2 separate regions of the Mus musculus genome follow, and region 1 is linked to region 2. The links are chromatin contacts, called in public promoter capture Hi-C maps. All regions are on one chromosome and are shown on one strand. Each heading gives the region's core, a stretch centred on a gene start, on an enhancer-like site or on the middle of the called end of the contact. The rest is flanking DNA. Distances are from core to core; before and after follow the strand shown.

Evidence for each region. Capture Hi-C pulls out chosen DNA fragments and counts their contacts.
Region 1: a contact with region 2 is called in a promoter capture Hi-C map of liver. The contact joins the promoter of Sfrp5 here to the promoter of Hoga1 in region 2. A contact is called at or near these places in 4 of 39 promoter capture datasets (embryonic stem cells, neural stem cells and stem cell-derived epiblast-like cells) and 2 of 9 other capture datasets (adipose tissue and liver).

What each region holds. Positions count from the first base shown.
Region 1 is chr19:42,200,514-42,205,218 of GRCm38.p6, reverse strand. It overlaps Sfrp5 (secreted frizzled-related sequence protein 5), which reads left to right and starts at 2,967. Exons shown (of 3, transcript NM_018780.3): 1 at 2,967-3,727. The coding sequence starts at 3,208.
Region 2 is chr19:42,043,743-42,048,761 of GRCm38.p6, reverse strand. It overlaps Hoga1 (4-hydroxy-2-oxoglutarate aldolase 1), which reads right to left and starts at 2,892. Exons shown (of 7, transcript NM_026152.2): 1 at 2,652-2,892. The coding sequence starts at 2,844. It overlaps Ankrd2 (ankyrin repeat domain 2 (stretch responsive muscle)), which reads right to left. Exons shown (of 9, transcript NM_020033.2): 7 at 4,911-5,009; 8 at 4,621-4,719; 9 at 3,652-3,901. The coding sequence ends at 3,755.

The DNA of each region.
Region 1 (4,705 bases), core at 1,718-4,217, 160 kb before region 2:
TGAAGTCTATTAATAAACTTGCCTTACCCCACTGCCTTGAAATCCATTGATTTATCTTGCTCTTTAAATTGACTTTTAAATTATGCGAAAGTTTGACTCTGTACACCCTCTGAAAAGGTTTGAGATTTCGAGATCCATTGTGGGGGAGGGGAACACAATAAAAATGTAGAAAGCAGTAGGAGTTTATGAAAATAATTAAGTTTGATCGGAGAGGCATCTTAGATGGGAAAGATAGCTATGCAAATTTTTGCTCTATTGAACAAATGGTCTCCTCTACCAGTTGAAGTAGCGTGAACCTGGACGGACTACATACATCCCAGGATGGACAGATGCCAAGTGCGCCAGGTGTTCAACCCAGCTGCCTAGGCCCTGGGTTTACCTCATCAAGAATCAACACCACATCAGAAAGTAGCTCAGCCGGAGATCCAGGGCAAGGGCTGACCACAGAAGGGCACTGCCTGAGCAGCAGAGTGCACTCTGGCTTCATGCCTTATAGAGGGCTCTCCCCCTTGCTCCCATCAATATTGGGGAGCCTCAGCCTCCCCACATCAGAGTTGACAGGTAACGAAGGCTCATCGTCCTCCCAGCCCAGCCCCACTGCCCTTCAGAGCCCAAGCTTCCAGGCCCAGACAGGCTTGATTTCTAGCCATGTGCTGGCCTTACATAACCAGCCACAGGAACAATGCCCAGCTCTGTCCAGGTCACCCATAGCAATGCCAAGAACGGCCCAGCCAAACCAGCTGGCCCAGGACCCAACACCTTACACAGCCACCTGGGAGGTCCAAGGCCCCTGTAAGTGTCCAGAGCTGGAGTGGGTGTGGCACAGAGCCACACCTCCCAGACAGCATACAAGATGGCCAAGCCCAGAGATGAGGCAGGGAGTGAATTACAGAGAGCAGTGCCATTCTGCTCGGAGCTCAGAGTCCTGTCCAAGGCGTCTTGGGGGATGTTCAGGACACCTAATGTACATTGACCCGAAGCCTCGTCCCTGTGAGCATCTGACATTTCCCAGTGTCCTTTACACGTGGGTGCTGCACAAGGCCTTTCCATCCATCTTTGCCCATCACAACCACTTCAGTGGAAGTCCCACTTTATAAAGTAGGAGACTAAGGGTCAGGATAGCTCCTACTTGCCAGAGGCTACGCAGGTAGTTGGGAAAGAGGGGGCAGAATTTGAACCTGGTTTTCAGTTGCAGACAGCATCCTTTCCCATTACTACTGTACCCTGCTTCTCTCTGTGGGGATCAACCTTTCGCCCATCTGCAGAGACTCTTGATGCTACACATAAAGGAAAGGCCCCAGCTGGCTTATACGTGGACTCAACTATGTCAACCAGGACATCAGAGGCATCCCATCCCAACCTGGACTGCCTGCTTCCTCTGCTCCATCAGCTACATGAAGGACCAAGCCTTTGTACCTCATATATATCAGCATGTGGCAAGTGTCCTCTATGTGTGGAGTGGATACTATAGTGTGGGTCCACCTCTCTCCGCTACATGAGCAGGTCGGTTAGAAGCCAAGAGCCCTGGAAATATTGAGGAGCAAAGAGAAGAAGGAAGGACAATTGGGGAGAAACGCTCCTTATTCAAAGTGGAGCCAGTCCCTACCCCCTCAATCCCTACCCCCCTCACATATACTCCACTTTCCCACCCCCGGCCCTTTGGAAGCTCGTCCCCGGAAGGGAAGCCAGAGGTCTGGTGAAACCAATAAGAGCCTCCTTCCGCAAGCCTCTGTTCCAGTTCCTCTCACAGAAAAGTCAAGGAAGACAAAACCCAGACAGACACTAAGCGTGGGATCCTGGAAGTCACCTTTCTGATGTCTGCTTGGAGGACAGAAGCAGTTCTCCTTACACCCACAGTGTTTCCTGCCCAGGCTGGACTCTATCTTGCCCAACAATAGTGACTCTGCTCTTTGGAGCCTACCGCCTGAATCAGACCCTGCCCTCCTTAGCGCATGACCCTGGGACAGTTAACCCCACGTCTCCAAATCCTCAGAATCCAGACCTTCAGGTTGTTGATGTGTGCTCTGACTCTGGAACCGCACTACCTATATCCAATGGCCACTTGGAATCCTCACCTGACCTCAGCTTCAGCATCTTTATCTGTAAAGTAGTGATAATAAATGGTTCCTACCCTCCTTAGGGCATCACTGTGAAAATTCCATGAGGTAGGTTATGAAATGTGCCTAGGACAGTCTCCAAGCACAGCTAGCACCTATTGGGTGTGAGCTTTCATTAGAAAAGGGCATGGATAGCCGGGCGGGGTGTGCATGCCTTTAATCTTAGCACTCGGGAGGCAGAGGCAGGAGAATCTCTGTGAGTTCGAGTCCAGCCTGGTCTACAAATTGAGTTCCAGGACAGCCAGGGCTGTTACACCGAGAAGCCCTGTCTCAAAAACAAAAACAAAAAAACATAAACAGATGTTTATAAGGTCGTTCAGTGATGCACATTATGCATGGCACTTAGTAGGGATTCATTAAATAGAAGCCAAAATTCCCTTTACCCTGCCCCCTCGGGTGCCACGGATTTGTCTTAGCCATCTGCTATCCCTAGAGGGCTGCCAAGTGCCTGGCATTGGACAGAACCTCAGGGCATACTTAAAGACCTCAGGGTGAAGCTCTGCTTGCCTGGCCAGGAGGGCGTGGATGGCCAAGAGACTCCATTATCTGAGAAGAGCGATGGAGGTGTTGGAGAAGGGAAACCAGAGCCGAGCAGGGAAAGGCCGAGGCACAGAGATAAGCAGGTGAAGTGAGTGAGAAAAGGAACAGGAGAGAGACTGTGGTGGAGAGAGATAAAAAGACGAAGCAGGGGGCAAGGGTGAAAAAAATGCTGAGCCCCCAGGAAAAGGCACAAGGAGAGGTCTGGGCAGCAGAATAGTTGACGGGTCAGGGTCGCGAGGCGAGGCGGGACCCGAGGGACCCGAGCCGGGCGGGAAAGACTCAGGGTTCCTCCCAGGTCCGCCAACCCGGGGCGGGGGTGGGAGGTGAGGGGGACCAGCGGCTGCAGATTGGCTAGGGAACGGCGAAGCCTGGGCTGGAGCCCCGTGGTGGGAGGCGCCTGGATCACTCCGGCAGCGGAGCGGAGCAGAGACTGCCACCTACTTGGACGACCCTAGTAGCAGCCGGCTTCAGGGAACATCCCAGCCGGGGCGCACGCCGGGCAGCGGGGCGCCGAGCACCGAGCCGTCGGGGCAGGCCGCAACATCCAGCCATGTGGGTGGCCTGGAGCGCACGGACGGCCGCACTGGCGTTGCTGCTCGGGGCGCTGCATGGGGCGCCAACACGCGGCCAGGAGTACGACTACTACGGTTGGCAGGCCGAGCCGCTGCACGGCCGCTCCTACTCCAAGCCACCGCAGTGCCTCGACATCCCCGCCGATCTGCCGCTCTGTCACACGGTGGGCTACAAGCGCATGCGGCTGCCCAACCTGCTGGAGCACGAGAGCCTGGCCGAGGTGAAGCAGCAGGCAAGCAGCTGGCTGCCACTGCTGGCCAAGCGCTGCCACTCAGACACCCAGGTCTTCCTCTGCTCGCTCTTCGCTCCCGTCTGCCTGGACCGACCCATCTACCCCTGCCGCTCGCTGTGCGAAGCCGTGCGCGCCGGCTGCGCTCCGCTCATGGAGGCCTACGGTTTCCCTTGGCCCGAGATGCTGCACTGCCACAAGTTCCCCCTGGACAACGACCTCTGCATCGCGGTGCAGTTCGGGCACCTGCCTGCCACCGCGCCTCCAGGTAGCGCCTTTGCGCCCAGAGCGCCTCGGACTGATCCTCTCCCCAAACCCTCATCTGTACTCCCCGATAGGTGCCAAGCCCCTATACACAGCGCCCTGGCACTGTCTCCTTTTTCCTTCCAACCTTTATAAACTTGAAGCTCTGGGTATTCCCACTAGTTCTCTCCCAACTCTGACCTGTACCTTGTGCAACTCACAGCACGCTCGGTTTTCCGAGCTGCGGAATCCCTGGAAGCCTTGGAGACGTCCCTCATAAATGCCGTATTCCTTTCCTCATCTCAAGGATGCTTGGGGTCGCTAGGCAGTTTCTTTGACCTGAACTGCCGACACCCAGACAAGCGCTACTCCTTCCCTGACCTCGGGAACTTTGAGAAGAGGCGGGTGGTTAGGGAAGCCCTGAGGGCCCTCGTTTCAAGGCCTGTAACCCTAACTTCCCCTCCTCCCAATTCCTAGGCTTTTGGGTACTTTACTTTTCTGAACCTTCTTTGCCCAGCAGTGAAGTCCAGCATCTTGAGCTCCCAAGCCCTGCTTCCCACTGGCTCGTTATACTGCCATTAGACCTGATTTCTGATTCATCTTCCTTTTCATTGTGCAGGTCCTCAAAGCTGTCCCATATCTGGGGGCCACACCCCCTCCTCCTTTCTCCAAGAATGCCTGTCCTCTTCCAAACTGGCCTGAGCCCCTAGCATCTCCCCCGCCCCCCACATACACACCCATAGCTCCCAGCAGGCAACCTTTGCCTGTTAACTGGGATAGTGAGCGCTCCCGTGAGCCCCCACAGCTGGAACATTCAAATCTCCCCCCCCCCCCGCCCCACCACTCCTCCCAAAGCATCTGAGCTCCTCTTTGTATCGCCCTAACCCCTCTCAAATTAATCAGCTTGGTCTTAGGAGCCTCCCACCTTCTCCTTCTCCCTCTCTGGGGGATTCTGGGAGGGAAAAGTCTCTATCTTGAAGGCTGAGAGTGGCAGGCAGGAATA
Region 2 (5,019 bases), core at 1,643-4,142:
GTGTACCATGGCATGCACGTGGAGGTCAAAGGATAGCTTGTAGAAACTAGTTCTCCCCTTCCACCTTACATAGATTCTGGAGATTGGACTTAACAAATCGCTTGACAGCAAGAGCCGTTACCCAGTGTGCCATCTCGTCCTTAACTTTTATTTTAAAGGAATACTCTTCATTTAAACAATCACAAATTAACAATACTTTATCAGCATTTGAGAGGCAGAGGCAGGGATCTCTGAGTTCGAGGCCAGCCTGGTCTACAGAGGGAATTCCAGGACAACCGGGACTACACAGAAAAAAACCCCGTCTCAAAAAAAAACAAATCAAAACAAATAACTTCACAGTCTCAGACTAAGCCTTCAAGAATATTCTGTGTTCATTGAAGCACCAAGGGCAGGTTCCCACCTCTTTGGAGGGCTTGTTACCCACACTGATACAAAGTAGCAATAGCATTTGGCAACTGTCTTTATCTTCTCCTGAGTGTTAAGATTGCAAGGTCTATTCCAGAAAGAGAAATATCAATGTTTGGCTAAGTGCAAGAACCTTGAAAAGACACCCCTGACTCTTCGTCCTCTGTGCCAGCCTATCTTGGCTGCCTATCTTGGGGGAATTATACTGAGCCACTGGCTAAGATCCTGAGGGCTTAGCTCCTATTCTCAAGTAAGGAAACTGGACTACAGAGGGAGTGTGATTTCTCTTATATTTTTGGTTGTGAGCCTAGCCTTTAATGTCTGAGCCATCTCTCCAGCCTGAGTGTGATTTCTCAGTTGCTATAATAGCCAGAGGAGGAGTCTTCCAACTTCAGAGATTGGTCGCCTTCCTCCCAAAGCCCCAATCTCCTGCTATGTGGTGAATGGAGGAATCAGACAGCATCAGGAACCCAGAAGCCAAATCCTTCCCTCTACCAACCAACCAAACAACAAACCTGCCCAGGGCACCCGATGCTGGTTGCATGAGTTAGAGAGACAAAGGGGGAATTCAAAGACAACTGTGGAGATCTCTGTGAAATCCTAAATACAGGATTTCAGAAACACAATGGATACAGAAGCCAGTCTTCTGGCCCCTACACTAAGTGTCCTTGATCTTTAAGCTGAAGCACAGTGTTCAATTTGAAGCTAAGGGTTATCCCTCCAGGCCAGCATAAGCAAGTTCTAGTAGCCATGCTATCCCCTGCTCACTCAGAACGTGCACCCAAAGGCCACTGTCCCTTCACAAACATCATCTGGGTCCTGAGCTATGAAGTGGGCTCACCTGGGCCAGTGGTCACTGTCACCAAGCACCAAGCAGTTTTGCTACAGTGTTGAATGAAAAAATAAAAAAAAAAATAAAAACTGAAAAAGGGCATGACTGCTCCTAGGTGTGGTGGAGGGAAAAGTTCATTGTAGGTCAAAGGGAGAGCATAGCCAGAGGCAGAAACATCTGGGAGAGTCCAGAGTGACCAGGACCCTGAGCCACTGAGGAGAGGAAGGAGGGGACGGGGGATGGGAGGGAAGGGAATCAGGTGCAGGGGCCAAGATGTAAAAGAAAGGGGTGGATAACCAAAATGGCTGCACTCTACAGAGAAGAGCCTCTGGGATAGGGCAGCCCAGCCCCCGAGCTGGAGAGTTGGGGAAAGAGGGAACTAGAGGGTGGGGTATGCCAGCCATACCTGTAACAGGTAGGGACTGAAGGAGGCTGGGAGAACCTGGCAGCCAGGTCCGCTTTGATATATTAAATAGATCCTTCAGATAGTTCTCCCAGGGTTTGAGACTTCCCAAGAGTCTATCCCTTCCAATCTATAGCACTATAGAATCTATACCATTCTTTTTCTTCACATTCTTCCAGATTCTTCTTCTGGCTGCCCCACAGCAAGAGCATTATCACTCCCGTGTGTCATATGGGGAAACAGGGCTAGAGTATCCCACGGAGTAAGACCACTGGCAAAACTGCAACTGGAAACTAGAGTCCACTATCCTAGCTGCTAGCTTGTACCTTCTTCTCAGTCAGAGGGAAGCCATTTTCCAAGCTGGTACCCACCAAACGACATTTGTAGGGATAGTCTTAGATAGATCCCACAACTTAGAATCAGTGGGCAGAACAGAGCTTCTAGTCAGCAGTTCAAGTCTCAGCTCAGCTATGTGTTAGCTGAGTGGCTTTAGACAGTGACCACATCTCTGGGAGCCCACGTTCCCTCCTACAAGATGGTGTCATTGACAGCACTGACCAGGAATTGCTCTGGGTGGGTGGAATGGGATGGAGCAGGGCAGGGGACTGCCCTTTTCTACCTTCTCTTACTGGACCTATGTCTGTGAGGCAGATGAATCTCACATAGGATGTAGTCCGTGGCCTCAAGGAGAGGACCCAGGTTAAAACAAGAGGTGGATCAGAGGATCCAGCACATTGAGCCCCCAGGCAGGCTCCAGGGGGAAGGAGGCTGAAAACAGGCTGCCCTCCTGTGTGACCTGGCTAGCGCCTTCCCATCAGCAAGCGGGCCTGAGAGACAAGGATGCCCCCATTCACTGCCCCATGTTTTCACTACAATAACCCTGGGAGTAAAGAAGGTGCCTTAGCCCTTCCCAGATGGGGAAACAAAGGCAGGTGAGGCTCTGTCCAAAGTGCCAGAGCTTCCCCACAGCTCCCCACCCTCCTGGATCTGGCTCCCCAACTTCCCTCTTACCTCGAAAGGGGAAGGTGGCCAGTCTGTTCAGGTTCTCTTCCAGTTTCCCATAGTCTACCTCTGCGGTGGCGGTGAATGGGGTGGTCACGGGTGGGTAGATGCCGGCAATGTCTACCTTCTTGCCCTTCACATTCCTAGACAAGCCCCTGCTCAGACCCTGCCTCATGGAGGCCCAAATTTGGGGGCCCAGCATTTCTGCGGGAGGTCTGGAGCCTCAGCTGTCTGTGACCACAGGGGAACTGAGTTTGGACTCCTTCCTCCCCGCTCTGTTAATGATCTACATACACAGTTAAAATTTTGTGTTCCCACCACAACCTGTGGGCATGGCTTGGGAGCGTGCAGCTTTGCACTGGGTGTCCCAGGTCGGGGGCGGGTCTAGAGAGTCTCCAGGCCGGCTTTCTTCCCTGCTGGAAAGCCGCTGGAGAAACGCCACAATTACGGCCTAAAAGAGAGCTGGCCCTTGGGGTTTCAACACTAAAAACAGTCTCTGACAGGGACCTCTTTACCCAGCGCCAGGGCCTGGAGCCACCCACCCCACCCTTACCCCCGACCCCAACACGCACACCCTCCGTTTCCAGGCTGGCTGAACATGACGGAACTGATTGGTTGAGCTGGCCTGGCCCCGCCCTACTGTAGCCAACCACTTGCTCTTCCAGAAGCAGTTGTGAAAAATCACTCCTCCTGTCTACAAGTGGCTGCCAAGGGCCGTCACGTGTTAGCCCTCTGCTGGCCACACAGGGACACACAGCTCCATGGAACAGTCTTGAAGATAGGAGCAGAAGATGAGTATGCCACAGTGTGAAACATACCACAATCGCGGCCCCAGGGATTAGGAAAGAAAAGCAGGATGAGAGGGACAAAGCAAGGCCAGGCCAGCGTCGGGAGACCTACTAATTCAGGACCCAAGGGACTCCACATTTCCTGCGTTCCCAAGCTCACTCTAGCATCCAGTCTTTGCTCTTACGTGTTTGGAGCACGAACAGAGACAAACGCCACAAATAGCAAAGCCAGCACTTTATTGTGTTGCATCTAGGGGTGTTCCTGCTAGACTGGCTGCAGGCAGCTCATAGTAGGGGGTTGGGTGCCCAGCTCCGGGTAGGTATTTACTGGGCTGGTATAGGCTGAGGTGTCTCACGGCCACTCCCAGGCCTCTCCAGTCCGTTCTGCTCTGATTCTGGCTCGGGATGCTCCAGGGCATGCCGGGTGTCTGCTTGCCAGAGCTGGACCAGGTCCGTGGGGGTCTTTCCCGCCTGGAGAAAATAGAAGTAGACATACTCAGATTTGAGCAGTCCACCCGAAATTGTCTTCAGCTGTACCAGTGGTTCTCAGCTAGAGGCAAATGCCCAGGGGTAAAGCCATCTTGCATTTCACAACTAGAGGTTATGGTTGCTACTGCTATCTAGTGGGCAGAGACCTGAGATGCTGGGACAGTGCACAGGAAAGTCCCTTCATTATGAATCGTCCAGCCCCAGTGTCTGCAAGGCTAAGACCATCCACACCCTCTCCATGTGCTCTTGCTTCCCTCAATGTCCCTATGCTTTCCTGTGCCAGAAGAACTTTTCCATGCCCCTCTCCTGTGATTGTTCTGTGAACCAATAGATAGGCTTGGGCCAGAGGACATCTATTCATAGAAAGTCTGAGACCTACCACGAACCAACATGAGGTGCTAGAATGGCCACACCAACCAAGTAATTTGATTCCCTTTCCACTGGCCCTCCATGGATTGGGCCTGGGCACTGCGATCCCCTTCACCTATCTGGGAACCTTGGGGAAGTCCTCCCATTACCTCTCTTATTGTTTCTCTAAACTTATGCTTTGGGCCTTGACACATGAAGGGAGACCTGGGATTAGGATGGTGTAGCCAAGCGCCAATGACATGAGTACCTAGGCTGTGGCTGCCCCATGGCCTCTGCAGAACATCCACCATGCAAGGGCACCCCAAACCACCAAGCCCGAGGAACAGACTCACCAGGTTCTTAGCCATCATGTCCGCCCCATGCAAGAGCAGCAGTTTGATGATTTTGTAGCGGTTGAGTCTCACGGCATCATGTAGGGCACTGTCCCCTTCCTAGAATCAGTGTAGCACACAGGTAACCCTTGAGGTCAGTGGGTGGGTAGGGTGATAGGAGATGGGGCTAAAGACCTTGCTCAGAAGCAGACACCCTAGGGTCCTGTAAGGAAGGACTACTCGCCCTTGGCAGCCTGGTAGGCTGCTGTTACACCCATATTGGCTGAGCAGGGGAGCAAGCAAGGACTCACTCTGTCTTTGGCATTGATATCCAAGCCCAGGGAAAGAAAATGTTCCACAATCTCCACGTGTCCAGTACGGACGGCCACATGCAGGGGAGTGCTCAGTAGCTGTGCGGGA